Regions from separate parts of the Mus musculus genome. Here all the other regions are linked to region 1. The links are chromatin contacts, called in public Hi-C and promoter capture Hi-C maps. All regions are on one chromosome and are shown on one strand. The core of a region is the stretch at or near the end of the contact, and the rest is flanking DNA. Distances in the headings are between cores, read along the strand shown.

Region 1 (3,724 bases), core at 869-3,368:
AAATGCCTCCCTCAGATCTACCTGAGGGCAAACCTGTTATTTTCTTAATTGGTAATTGATGGGGAGGAGTCCAGCCTATTATGGGTGGAGCCACCTCTGTCCCGGTGGTTCTGGGATCTGTAAGAAAGCAGGATGAGCAAGCCATGAGGAGCCAGCCAGTAAGCAGCACACTTCCATGACCTGCATCAGCTCCTGCTTCCAGGATCCTGCCATGATGTCCTTCAGTGATGGACTATAATGTGGAAGTGTAAGCCAAATATACTGCCTGCCACTAATTATTAAGGCAGCTACTTACAGTTCTGTCCATTCGGTCTGTCATTCTTCATTAAGAAGCACCCCAGTACACACAGACACACATGTGACAGTGCTGTCTAGCTACATAACTTAAACATGCAGCTACAATTAGGCAGATAGGAATATCGAGATCACTTGGCATTACTTGAGATACCCATGCCTACATGGAGTCTGGATAAACTTAAGTTAAACCCCAGTTCTGCAAGCAGTCTCAGAATGCTTCTTCCCAGGCTTGGAATTCCGTCCTCAGGCTCCTCCCAAAACGTCCTCCCAGAACTATACATATGCTCTTAACTCTCCTGATGCTCTGGAGTGTCATCTGGGTGACATTCCTATATCCTCACTACTCCATGTCTCTTATTCTTCTCCATTACTCTCATACACCCAGACACATGCAGCTCATTTTATCCTCCTACTTAACTCAGAGACAGTTCTTTCAGAAACAACCCTGAGTGCTGCTACTGATGGAAGGCCCTATTTCTTCATGACTTTCTCCAGCTCTTGGCCATAGCCAGCCCTCTCATCAGAGTTCACCCCCTGAAAACAGCTTCCTGCTCTGTCCCGGACCACCTTGCCTCCACTGCTATGACTAGCCTTCCTTGGCCACTTCTGTTCTCCCCACAGCTTCTTGCTGCCCTTTAAACACATTAGCAAGCTTAGGTGTGCTCCGTGCTTGTAAACCCAGCGCCAACGAGGTGGAACCAGACGTATTTCAATTTAGAGACCAGCCTCATGTTACATGGCAAGACCCTAATCAAAGTGTGTGTGTGCAATTGAATTAAAAATAAAACATCGGAAAGAAAAGGTCAGGGTGGCCCAGCCTGTGCACTAGCTGTTCTCATTTCTAGCAGCCGCCCAAGACGTCAGCCTGAGATTCTTTCTTATCTCCTCTAATTGCTCTCCTAAAGATACCAACTGCTCCAATCTCCTTCCCCTGCTTCTGTGTTGTATTTAACTCTAGTCCACTTAACTTTCCCCAGGTTTTTCTTATTGTCTCTTCTCCGCTGAAGAGTAAACTCCACCAGGACAGACACATCACCTCTACACAAGCAGCATCCCAGCCAAGACTGAGAATAGAAAAAGCACTTGCTAAAAGGCAAAACATTTTTGAAGTGGAGAATGCTCTGGTTTGGAACAACTGCCCTCTAGTGGTGCAGTACGCTCACTGCCAACTTCATAGTGATTTCGGATAAGTCAAGCCCACGAACAAATAATTCCTCTTCATGCTAGAAAAACACACCCACAAATAAAGCAAATGTCGAGAACGGTTCCCTAGGGGCTATACTGAGAGCTCAAAGAATCCCTGAAGTAGCACTCTGATGAGATCAGTGCTCAGAAGCTACGATCAAAGATTCTGGGGGCAAGAGAGCCTGGATGATGGGCAAAATTACGCACGCAGGTGCTGGGTTCCAGGTGCTCCGGGGATCAGAGGCCCCGCCTGCCCACGGCCGAGCGCTCTCTATTGGCAGATCCACGGAGGTTCCGCGTTCCCGTTGGCTCAGCTGTAGGAAAGGCCCAGGCCTTCGAGCATCCAGTCCAGCCGGCCGCAGAAGAAAGTCTGAGGCCTTAAGAACGTAGAGGGCGTCGCGTCCTAGCCTTGACACGACTCGAGAAGGCCGCCTCTATCTGCCAGCGGACTAGTCCAAGACACTCCTCTCCTTGGACCGCAGCGGCTACGTAGGTCCAACCTCAAGACAGCTCGCGCAGACGCAGTCGGCGCACGGTGCGCCCCCGGCAGCCCCCGCGGCACTGACCGTCGGAGGAGGCGGAGGGGGATGACGTCATCCGGCGGGGCGACGGGCATTGGGCGCCATTTTGAAAAGGGGAAAAAATTCCCTCCCCGGCGGCGGCGACGGTGGCGGCAGCGGCGGCGGCGGTGGCGGCCGGGGCTGAGCGCTCGGAGCGCCTCGGTCGGCCGCGCTCGGCTGGGCGCGTCCCGCCCGCGCCATGGCAGGTGAGGGCCGTGCGCGAGCGAGCGAGCGGGGCGGGCGGGCGGACTGGACGGTGGTGGGGCGGGGCGGGGCCGGCCTGACGGCGCGCTCTGTTGCAGGAGCTGGAGGCGGCGGCTGCCCGGCGGGCGGCAACGACTTCCAGTGGTGCTTCTCGCAGGTGAAGGGCGCTGTCGACGAGGACGTGGCGGAAGGTGAGGCCCGACCGACACCCCACCCCAACCCCCGAGCCCCGCAAGGTCATGCTCGCTCAGCCGCCGGTCCGGACGCGGCCGCCTTTGCCCGCCTGACCGGCGTTGTCCCGGGAGACCCTCGGCCGGCCAGCGGCTGAAGAGAGGGAGGGGTGTCCGTAGGGAGACGGCTGCGGACGCGGGGCTGGGGAGAGACTGCGGCTGAGTCCCGCTTCGGGGATCTGTTGGGGAGACGGCGGTGGACGCTAGCCTTGGGAGGCTATGGGGATGATGGCCATGACGCCGGCCTCAGGGGTCGGTGGGCACAGATGGCCATGGAGGCCAGCCTCGGGAGGCTATGGGGAGACGACCGTGGACGCCGGCCTCGAGGGTCTGTAAGAAGGTAAGGCCGGGGCAGAGGTATCGAGCCATGTAAGGAAGATGCGGCCACAGGTCTTTGGAGTCTGGGGTGTATAACGATCTTAAATGCATGTCTCACTAGCGTCTGTACGGAGTGAAGAAAAAGGACTGTAGACACTAGGCAGCGACCCCGGGATTCCGCTAGGAGTTGGTACCACGGGGTGAGGTGAGGTCCATTTTTGTGAAAGGAGAGAGATAGGGGGGCATGGCAGTTGATCTTGAGGCCCTGTGGGGTAAATCAGGTCCCAGACACTAATGTGGGAGCCCATGCAATATAAAGGGTCTTTCATCTATCTCCCTGGCACCCGTATAAGGTGGAAGGAGAACCATGCAGGGTTATCAGTCTCCGGGGGCCCATGCTGGACTGGACTCAGGACGGGATGGAGCACCGAGTGCTCTGGATACCCTGTTTGTGGTCGTAGGTGTGCTAGTCTGTCCAGTCCAATCTCTGGCCAGGTAGACGTCGGTCAGCCCTGGATCTCCACCTCTTGTTGTTGAGCAAGAGGAACTTATTTGTCATGGGGTCTCCTGAAGCGCTACAGTAGTGGCGGTTTTCTTTTTTTAACTGAGTAGTGTTTTCTCTTCCCACACTGCTCTTTAAAGTCACTTCTCCAGACTTTGTTTTTTGATGTTGTCCCATCCAGCCAAGTCCTGGGATTTCAAACACACACTGTGTGTGTGTGTGTGTGTGTGTGTGTGTGTGTGTGTGTGTGTGTGTGTGTGGTGAGCATAGGCCTGCCTGTTCGTGCTCCTGCACGTGTGGAGGTTAGAGGACAACTTAGCAGAGTTGGTTCTTTTTACCACGTGAGTCCCAGGGATGGCCATCAGGCTTGACAGCGAATGGCTTTACCTGCTAAGCAGTCTCATCCACCCACTTACAGTTTATTTTTG
Region 2 (3,727 bases), core at 1,205-3,704, 5.2 Mb before region 1:
TGAGACGGGAAACACGAGAGCTCAAAGCCAATGCGACTGTCCAGGGAGGCATGTGTGACAGAGACCATCCCAAGGAGACGTATGTTAGGCAAATTCTGGCAGCTGTTCTTGTCCTAACGTTTGAATGATGGGAGGAGTGATCTGTTTCCTCACAACACTGGATTTCAATCACTTACATTAGAGGCAGTGATGATAACTTTTAGAAGCCTACAGCATGTGTTTGATTATGGGGGAAAGGCTCTTAGAGCTGGAGGAATGTATAAACTTTATGTAACCCAGATGTGCCTGGTTTCTCCAGGCCTCAGGGATCACTCTCCTCTCCCAACTAAATTAGTCCCTGCCTGTGTGTGGCTTCTTGAAACCCAGCCCCTGGCCAGACCTTCCTCCATAAGTCTGGGGGCGGCGGGGGGGGGGGGGGGGGGGGAGGGGGGAGGGGGGAGGGAGCTTGATTGGCTTGCCGGAGCCCTGAGCTCTCATGAGCCCCTTGGTGTTGTCAGACTCCTGTTCTGTATACCGAGCTCTCACTTCTGCTTCCTTCATTTCTCCTTTTTGTAGGGTACTAGTAGCACATTTTCCTACTAAGCATCATTAAAAAGGATCCACATGTTAGCATCTCAAGAAATTTGTACAATATTTGAGTCCCGAAGAAAAAAAAACCCACTACTATACTACCTCAGTAAATTCTTACTGATACATCGTTATTAATAAATGACAAAACTGTAAGGTTATCAGAACCTAACTTATATTTGTAGAAGTGTTAATAAAATTAAATATGAAACAAGAAAGAAAAATAGAAAAATGTTAGACTAAATGTAAATCATTTCTTTCTTACATGAATCTGTTCATTTAGAGACACAAAAACAACCAGAGATTTCCATTTCAGAAACAGATGGATTTTCAAATTGGGACCATATTACTTTTTAAATATTTGCTTATCATTTAACATACTATGATGTGCAATTTAATTTTTAAAAATATTCCTGTAAAAAAAAATATTCCTGTAACGTGAGTTAATGGATATACAGGGTTTATTTTTAAGTACTCAAAGTTTAATCTTTTTGTGTTAGCTACATAGGTCTTATTCAGATCTCTGTATTATTATTGTGTGTGTGTTCATGCCACAGGACATGTGACGGCCAGAGGGGAGCTTTCCAGAGTCAGTTCTCTCCTTCTACAGTGGGGTCCAGGGATGACATGGAACTCGGGCCCTCAGTTTTGTTTGGCACAAGCTTTTATGTGACGAGCCTGCTAGCCTCTGATGTAATAAACAACGAAAAGGACAAAACAAACAAACAAACAAACAAACAAAAACTGGCTCTAAATACAGAGTAGTTTAAAAAAAAATCACAAAACATGCTTTAAAGTAAGGATCTGCAAAATATGCACCAAAAAGTTAATTCATAAAAATGTCTTGTTTTGCATGAAAGCAATTTGCAGACTGCATCTGCTTTCTCCGAGAACTCCTAAAGTTTTTCAGTTACTGGGTTTTTAGAGACTAAGGAAAATTATAACCTGGCATGGCTAAATAATTGCAAAGGCCAAAACACTGAAAACTGAAAACGTATACCTCCGTCCTGGCTCAGCCATTAGGAGCACTTTCTGCTCTTGCAGAGGACACAGCTTAGCACCCACAGCCCACAACTCCCAACTGCGTGTAACTCCCGTTCCAGGAGATCTGATGCCCTCTTCTGGTTTCTGCGGGCACTGCATGCACACACGCAGCCAAAGCACTCAAAACACATTTAAAAAAAAAAAAAAAAAAAAAAAAAACCCAAAACGTAATACCTCGACATAAAACAAAACCTTTTACCTCAAATATATATGTTTTATGAGGAATGTAGCAGTTTGTCTGTTATTGGGTGCAGGGTGGAAATGTAGCTCCGAGTGCTTGCCTAGCCTACACGAAGCCCTGGGTTCCATCCTCGGGCAGAAAGAAACCCCAGCCCTCGGGAGCTGGAGGCAGAGTGTCAAGTTCAAGGTCACTCTCGGCTATTTTGCGAGTTCGAAACCAGCCAGGGCTGCATGAGCGCTGCCTAGAAACCGATTAAACAGACTGATGGCTTCTCTCTCCTTGCTTCAGCCCCACTGATCTGAGGGTGCTGAGACCCACGGAGGTCCCCGCGCGTGTGCAACTCGGAGAAGCCCCAAGAGAGCGGCCGCCTGCGAGGGCCTTGATGCCACCAGCTTTGATTACGCGAATACCCAAGGCGGCACCGCCCCACCCCAGCCACCGCGACTTTGACTCAAGTCTCATTAACTGTTTGCCAACAAAGACCGGCCACGAGCGAGGGGGAGGAGCCCGGGAGGCGTGTATCGCGAGAAGTGTCCGCCCTAATGGTGTGACAGGCAACGGCGTGCGGCAGCTCCTGCCCGGACCGCGAAGGAGGAGCCAGAGCCGGAGGACGGGCTGGACCTTTGGGTGAATCTCGCGAGATTTCATCGCGCTACCTCGAGCTCTTCCTGGCAGCCGCCGGAAGTGCGAGCCGCTGAGTGTCCGAGTCGCTCGCTCTGAGGTTCTCCTGCGACTCTGGGCCCGCGTTCCTGTCGCCGCCTCCAGGGCTCGCGCGTCTGGTCGCCTCCCCAGGGTCGGAAATGATGGGGGACCCCAAGGAAGCAGGAGCCGAGGCTTCTCCTTCAGGGGCGGCCGCCCGAGGAGGGCTCAGCCTCCTGTCCCAGGCGGACTCCGAGGAGCCTTCTGCACAGGTGAGAGGCGGCGGCGGCGGAGCGCGACCTGCAGGGGCTTGGGGGGTTTGCGGGCCTGGGAGGGGGACGTGGGGCTTCTGGAACTTTCTTCCACGCCTCCTTAGCACCTCTAGTACGGAATGAATCACCAGGCGAGCCTGTCGTCGGGTGTGCAGGCAGGCGTTTGCTTGCAATGCGCAACACCCCTGGCTTCGCACTCGGCGCCAGTGGACGGGCTATAGAGTGTGTGTGTGTCACAGCCCGCCGAAGGCAGGCAGAGGAGAGAGGGACGGACCCAGGGAGGGCACAGAGAATTTGCAACGCCTGGAAGGGTTCTCGAAGGAGAGTCGAACAGCGGGTCCAGACATTGAGCATGCCCGGGTGGGTGTAGGGTCAGCTACGGAGCTAATGTAGAATGGGATGCGATGAGCTTACCGATCAATCGCTGTGTGTTTGGTAAAAATAAACACGTCCTGCAAATGACGTTTGTCATTGACTTATGCTACTTAAAAATATTCCATTAGAACCGTACAGAAGTCTTGCTCGTTTTACATGCGGTTGACAGGACACAGTTGAGCGCACTTAGTTTCTGAGTCTACATTTTTCTGTGACTCATCGTACCGGGTTGAGTCTTGGCTGGTGTGGAACTGGTTATGCAGACCGGGCAGTCAAGCTGGACGTAGACCTTGCACTGGCCCTTGTGCCTCTGCCTCCAGAGTGCTTGAAGCTTGTGTTTGCAACTACTATGCCCAGATTTTTAAAAAGCAGGTTGGTTGGCCCCTGTCCACTTCTTGATTGATCCTTTTTTTTTTTTTTTTTTTTTTTAGTTTCGTGAAAAACAGCTAAGTAAGCGTAATTTAAGCTTGTTTATTAAGTGTTAGAGCTGACACGCAGCTGAGGCTCCTTGTGAATCCTGATTTGGTGGGTTCTTAATTCATTTTTATGAAAGTGAGATTGTCGTTCCTGGCAGTGTTCATTAAAGCTTCATTCCATATGTTATTTAGGGATCGGCCTTATTTCTTGGAGGCAACGAAGTGAAAAGCAG
Region 3 (3,656 bases), core at 1,046-3,545, 6.1 Mb after region 1:
TCTTGAACCCACCCTCCAAATTTTACATTGTAGACACAGGCTTTATCTGTAAGTGGTCCTCCCTTCTTTCTCCTCAACAATAACTATTTTTTTATTGCAAAAGCTACATTTTATTTTATTTCAGCTAATAACTTTTATCCTCAGGATTGTATTTTAAACACATAATAAGTGAATTGTCCTGGGAGCATGTTGAAAGCATAAGGCTGGGTATATTTTTCAAGGGGGATATAAATTGATGGGGAAAAACCAGGGTGGAAACATAACAGTATTAACAAAAAGAAAGAAGTGATCAGAGGGCTGAAGAAATACATTATTCTGCATGCTTTTTTCCCCCATTCTCTGTATTACAAGTGTTTTGTGACTTTATTTAGTCAGGAAAAAAAAGTAAAAATGTAAAAGACATTTAGGAATAGCACAGGACAGACCTCATTTCACCTTTAAAATATACATGTCTTTGGGGGGGGGGTTAACATCCAGAAGTAACTGATGTGCATTGTATAAACATGGGAAGAAGTCCAAAGGTCATGGGATTGCTGAATCCTGAGGTGGCCACGGTCAGCATTTGTCATCTTTCTAGTGTGAACTTAAGTGAGTCTCCTAGTGCCTGACAGCTTTGCTCTCCGTGGCTGTCACCAGATCCAGCTAGGTTTTACAAGTCTCACCACAGTGCTCATTATAGGGTGTCAAATCTCCACAGTTCTCTGACTACTTCCCACAGACAAAAATCAAACAAAATTAAACTACCAGGTCAAAGCGGACAGACTTTCAAATGACCTTCTTATCCTTTTGAACCATCTGACCAAAAGTCAGCTCAAATTCATACATTGGTGAACAATGAAAGTTCCCTTTAATTCCACCAAACAGAGGGCTCAGGGCCTTTAACCATCTCAGAAGGCAGATGCTACTTCTGGCTGCTCTTTCCGTGGACTCCGTCTGTTCCTCCTGGGACTCTACCCAATTTAAAGGCCAGACACCTGCTGCTCAGTTCTGTGCCATACAAAAGGCCCATTAGCTTGCTATTTTCTCCTGTTAGGATGAATTCATTCATTCATTCATCTATTTCTTTTTTTTTTTGTTTTTTTGTTTTTTTGTTTTTTTTCGAGACAGGGTTTCTCTGTGTAGCCCTGGCTGTCCTGGAACTCACTTTGTAGACCAGGCTGGCCTCGAACTCAGAAATCCGCCTGCCTCTGCCTCCCAAGTGCTGGGATTAAAGGCGTACGCCACAACGCCCGGCTCATTCATCTATTTCTAAACAATTATATTTTATGTTTTGAGATATGGTCTCACTCTTCAGCCCAGACCAGTCTGGAATGCACTCTGTAGCCCAGGTTGGCCTCAGATTCATGGCAGTTCTTTTCCCTCAGCTTCCCACATGGGGCTTACAAGTGGGGGCCACTGTCCCTGCTTCCAGGATGAATCTGTTTTGTACCCACATCTTTTTTTTTCTTTTCATTTTTTGAGACAGGTTTTCTCTGTGTAGCCCTGGCTGTCCTGGAACTTACTCTGTAGACCAGGCTGGCCTCGAACTCAGAAATCTGCCTGCCTCTGCCTCCGAAGTGCTGGGATTAAAAGAAGACCTTTGCCACCGCACCTGGCCTCCTTTTTCTTTTTGTGGTTAACTTTTTACTTGGTGTAGACTCTTCTGATGAGCAGTGTGAGCAGCGTGAGCAGAGTGTGAGGGACTCACTTTATTTTCCTGAGAAACCATACTTGCCTGTCATGGCGAGTGCTCACTGCTCTATCCTTCCTGAAGTTTGTGATTTTATTTTTATCACGGAAGTTTTACTCCTAGGAGACATTCTAGGCTGTTCTCCAGGCTTATCTCTTCTTCAGTCAACATGCCATCATGTTCATCACCAGACTCAAACTTCTCTCTTCTGTCTGACACAGTAGTTCTCATTTTCAAAAAGCATTTTGTTATAGTTAAGGATTCATTTGCACAGATGAAATTCAGTTCAAGTGGCGTGTTTACTTATTCAGCCCTCCATCAATTACAGTGTTGTATCTCTGGTCTCTTTTATACAGGAGCTGATTAACTTGTTAGCAATTGTTGCCTAAGGAACTTACTGTACTGTGGAATACTCTTTAAAACTATACTTTGGAAGGTATCTCTGATGGAAATGATGAGAAAACTAACTTCAATTTCTGCTGTTTGAAGAGTGGGTGCCTGTGAGATTGGAGCGCTTGGACAAAGTGGCTCCTCCTGCCGGCCAGCCCTTCGGAACCACCTGATACTTGACTGTGTATGAAATACTTCAGTTTTGCTTTAAATACTGGCAGCAAGTGCTAGCGTTCGGGGTTGGGGATTTAGCTCAGTGGTAGAGCGCTTGCCTAGCAAGCGCAAGGCCCTGGGTTCGGTCCTCAGCTCTGGAAAAAAAAAAAAAAAAAAAAAAAGACAAAATAACAAAAAGACCAAAAAAAAACAAGGTAACTGGCACACACAACCTTTTTCATTTTCAAAGACCCCCCCCCAAGGGCATTTTCATGTCTGGGGGCAATATTTATTATCTGCCCTTTAGGATATCGCAGTATCAAATCGTTTCCAGCCCTCAGGGAGGGTCCGGTGCAGTGTACAGATGCGGTGATTGACAGTCCGGTGACAGCAGAGGATGCCGGATACTCCTCCCTCCTTGAAGCCTGCCCCTTGGGCCCTTCCTCCATTTCCTGGGAACGCCCCTGTGCCAGATCTTTGGTAACTTTTCTCATTTCTTTAAGACCCACGTTTGTGAATTCGGTCCCATCTGTTTGGATTTTGAAAATAAAAGCAGGGTTCGTCTGGACACCGCGAGCGACCCAGACGACGTGCCCCAAGCGACCTGACCCGCCCCACCCACCACGGAGCGAGCGGTACCAAGGAGGAGGAGCAAGGCTTCCCTCGGGCTAGCCCCGCCCATGTAGCATCTACCCATGCGCAGTGGGATGGGCTTTTTTTTTTTTTTTGGCTTCTTTAGCTTGCCGTCCTTACCCGCCCTGCTCCGCGCGGCATACACGGAAGTGTCTTCTTCATTCTGACAATCCGGGCGTTTGTGATCGCGTCTCGCCAGTTGGCGATTACTACACAGAATGAAAGGAATGCGAGGGCCGGGGGAGAGCCGAGACACCGCCATGGCCGTGGAGCAGGACATATTTGACGCCGTCGTGATGGCGGATGAGAGGTGGGCAGAGAGACCCGGCTCCGCCCCGCCCCGGCAGCTGCTGGGCAGTCCTCGGGGATACCCGCCTTCGCCATCTGCGAGCTGCCACTTTTTCTTGTCCTTTAATTGCCGCACATACGGCGGTATTCATGGGTCTGCTGATGGATATGTCGGGCAGGCCCCTTTGGATCCTGAAAAGTCCCCAGGGAACGCCTGGGCGGGACGGTGGCCCAGGTCATCTTGGCCTCTCCAGGCTGGCTGCTCATTGTGGGTTGGGTACCTCCCCGGGTGACTGCTCAGGCTCGGTTTAGGGAGTCGGGTCCTGGCAGATGCCCACGCCCCCAAATGGGGAGCTGTTCACTGCCTCACATGGGGGCTTCCAGAACATTCCTTCAACAGCGCCGGCAGCAATTTATTGCCAGTTTGAGGGTTGAACTCTTAGACACAATAATACCCACCTACCCAGAGCATCCCAGTGGTGGCATACTGTCTTGATCTTGGGGACATTTTCTGTACCTCTAC

The links. Promoter capture Hi-C pulls out the DNA fragments that hold promoters and counts their contacts. A called contact is a pair of places that touch in the nucleus more often than the background predicts.
Region 2: a contact with region 1 is called in a promoter capture Hi-C map of pre-B cells, with 4 times the contacts expected there. The contact joins the promoter of Edrf1 here to the promoter of Ppp2r2d in region 1. A contact is called at or near these places in 1 of 39 promoter capture datasets (pre-B cells) and 3 of 484 Hi-C or Micro-C datasets (CD4 T cells, CD8 T cells and embryonic stem cells).
Region 3: a Hi-C map of CD8 T cells shows a contact between it and region 1, with 6 times the contacts expected there. The contact joins the promoter of Bc1 here to the promoter of Ppp2r2d in region 1. A contact is called at or near these places in 3 of 484 Hi-C or Micro-C datasets (CD4 T cells, CD8 T cells and regulatory T cells).

Annotation. Positions count from the first base shown.
Region 1 is chr7:138,844,268-138,847,991 of GRCm38.p6, forward strand. Ppp2r2d (protein phosphatase 2, regulatory subunit B, delta) reads left to right here and starts at 2,119. Exons shown (of 9, transcript NM_026391.2): 1 at 2,119-2,248; 2 at 2,345-2,437. The coding sequence starts at 2,242. It overlaps Mapk1ip1 (mitogen-activated protein kinase 1 interacting protein 1), which reads right to left and starts at 2,000. Exons shown (of 2, transcript NM_001045483.1): 1 at 1,690-2,000.
Region 2 is chr7:133,635,221-133,638,947 of GRCm38.p6, forward strand. It overlaps Edrf1 (erythroid differentiation regulatory factor 1), which reads left to right and starts at 2,455. Exons shown (of 25, transcript NM_178115.4): 1 at 2,455-2,703; 2 at 3,687-3,727. The coding sequence starts at 2,593.
Region 3 is chr7:144,912,175-144,915,830 of GRCm38.p6, forward strand. It overlaps Bc1 (brain cytoplasmic RNA 1), which reads left to right and starts at 2,296. Exons shown (of 1, transcript NR_038088.1): 1 at 2,296-2,449. It overlaps LTO1 (ABCE maturation factor), which reads left to right and starts at 2,926. Exons shown (of 4, transcript NM_001357869.1): 1 at 2,926-3,155. The coding sequence starts at 3,064.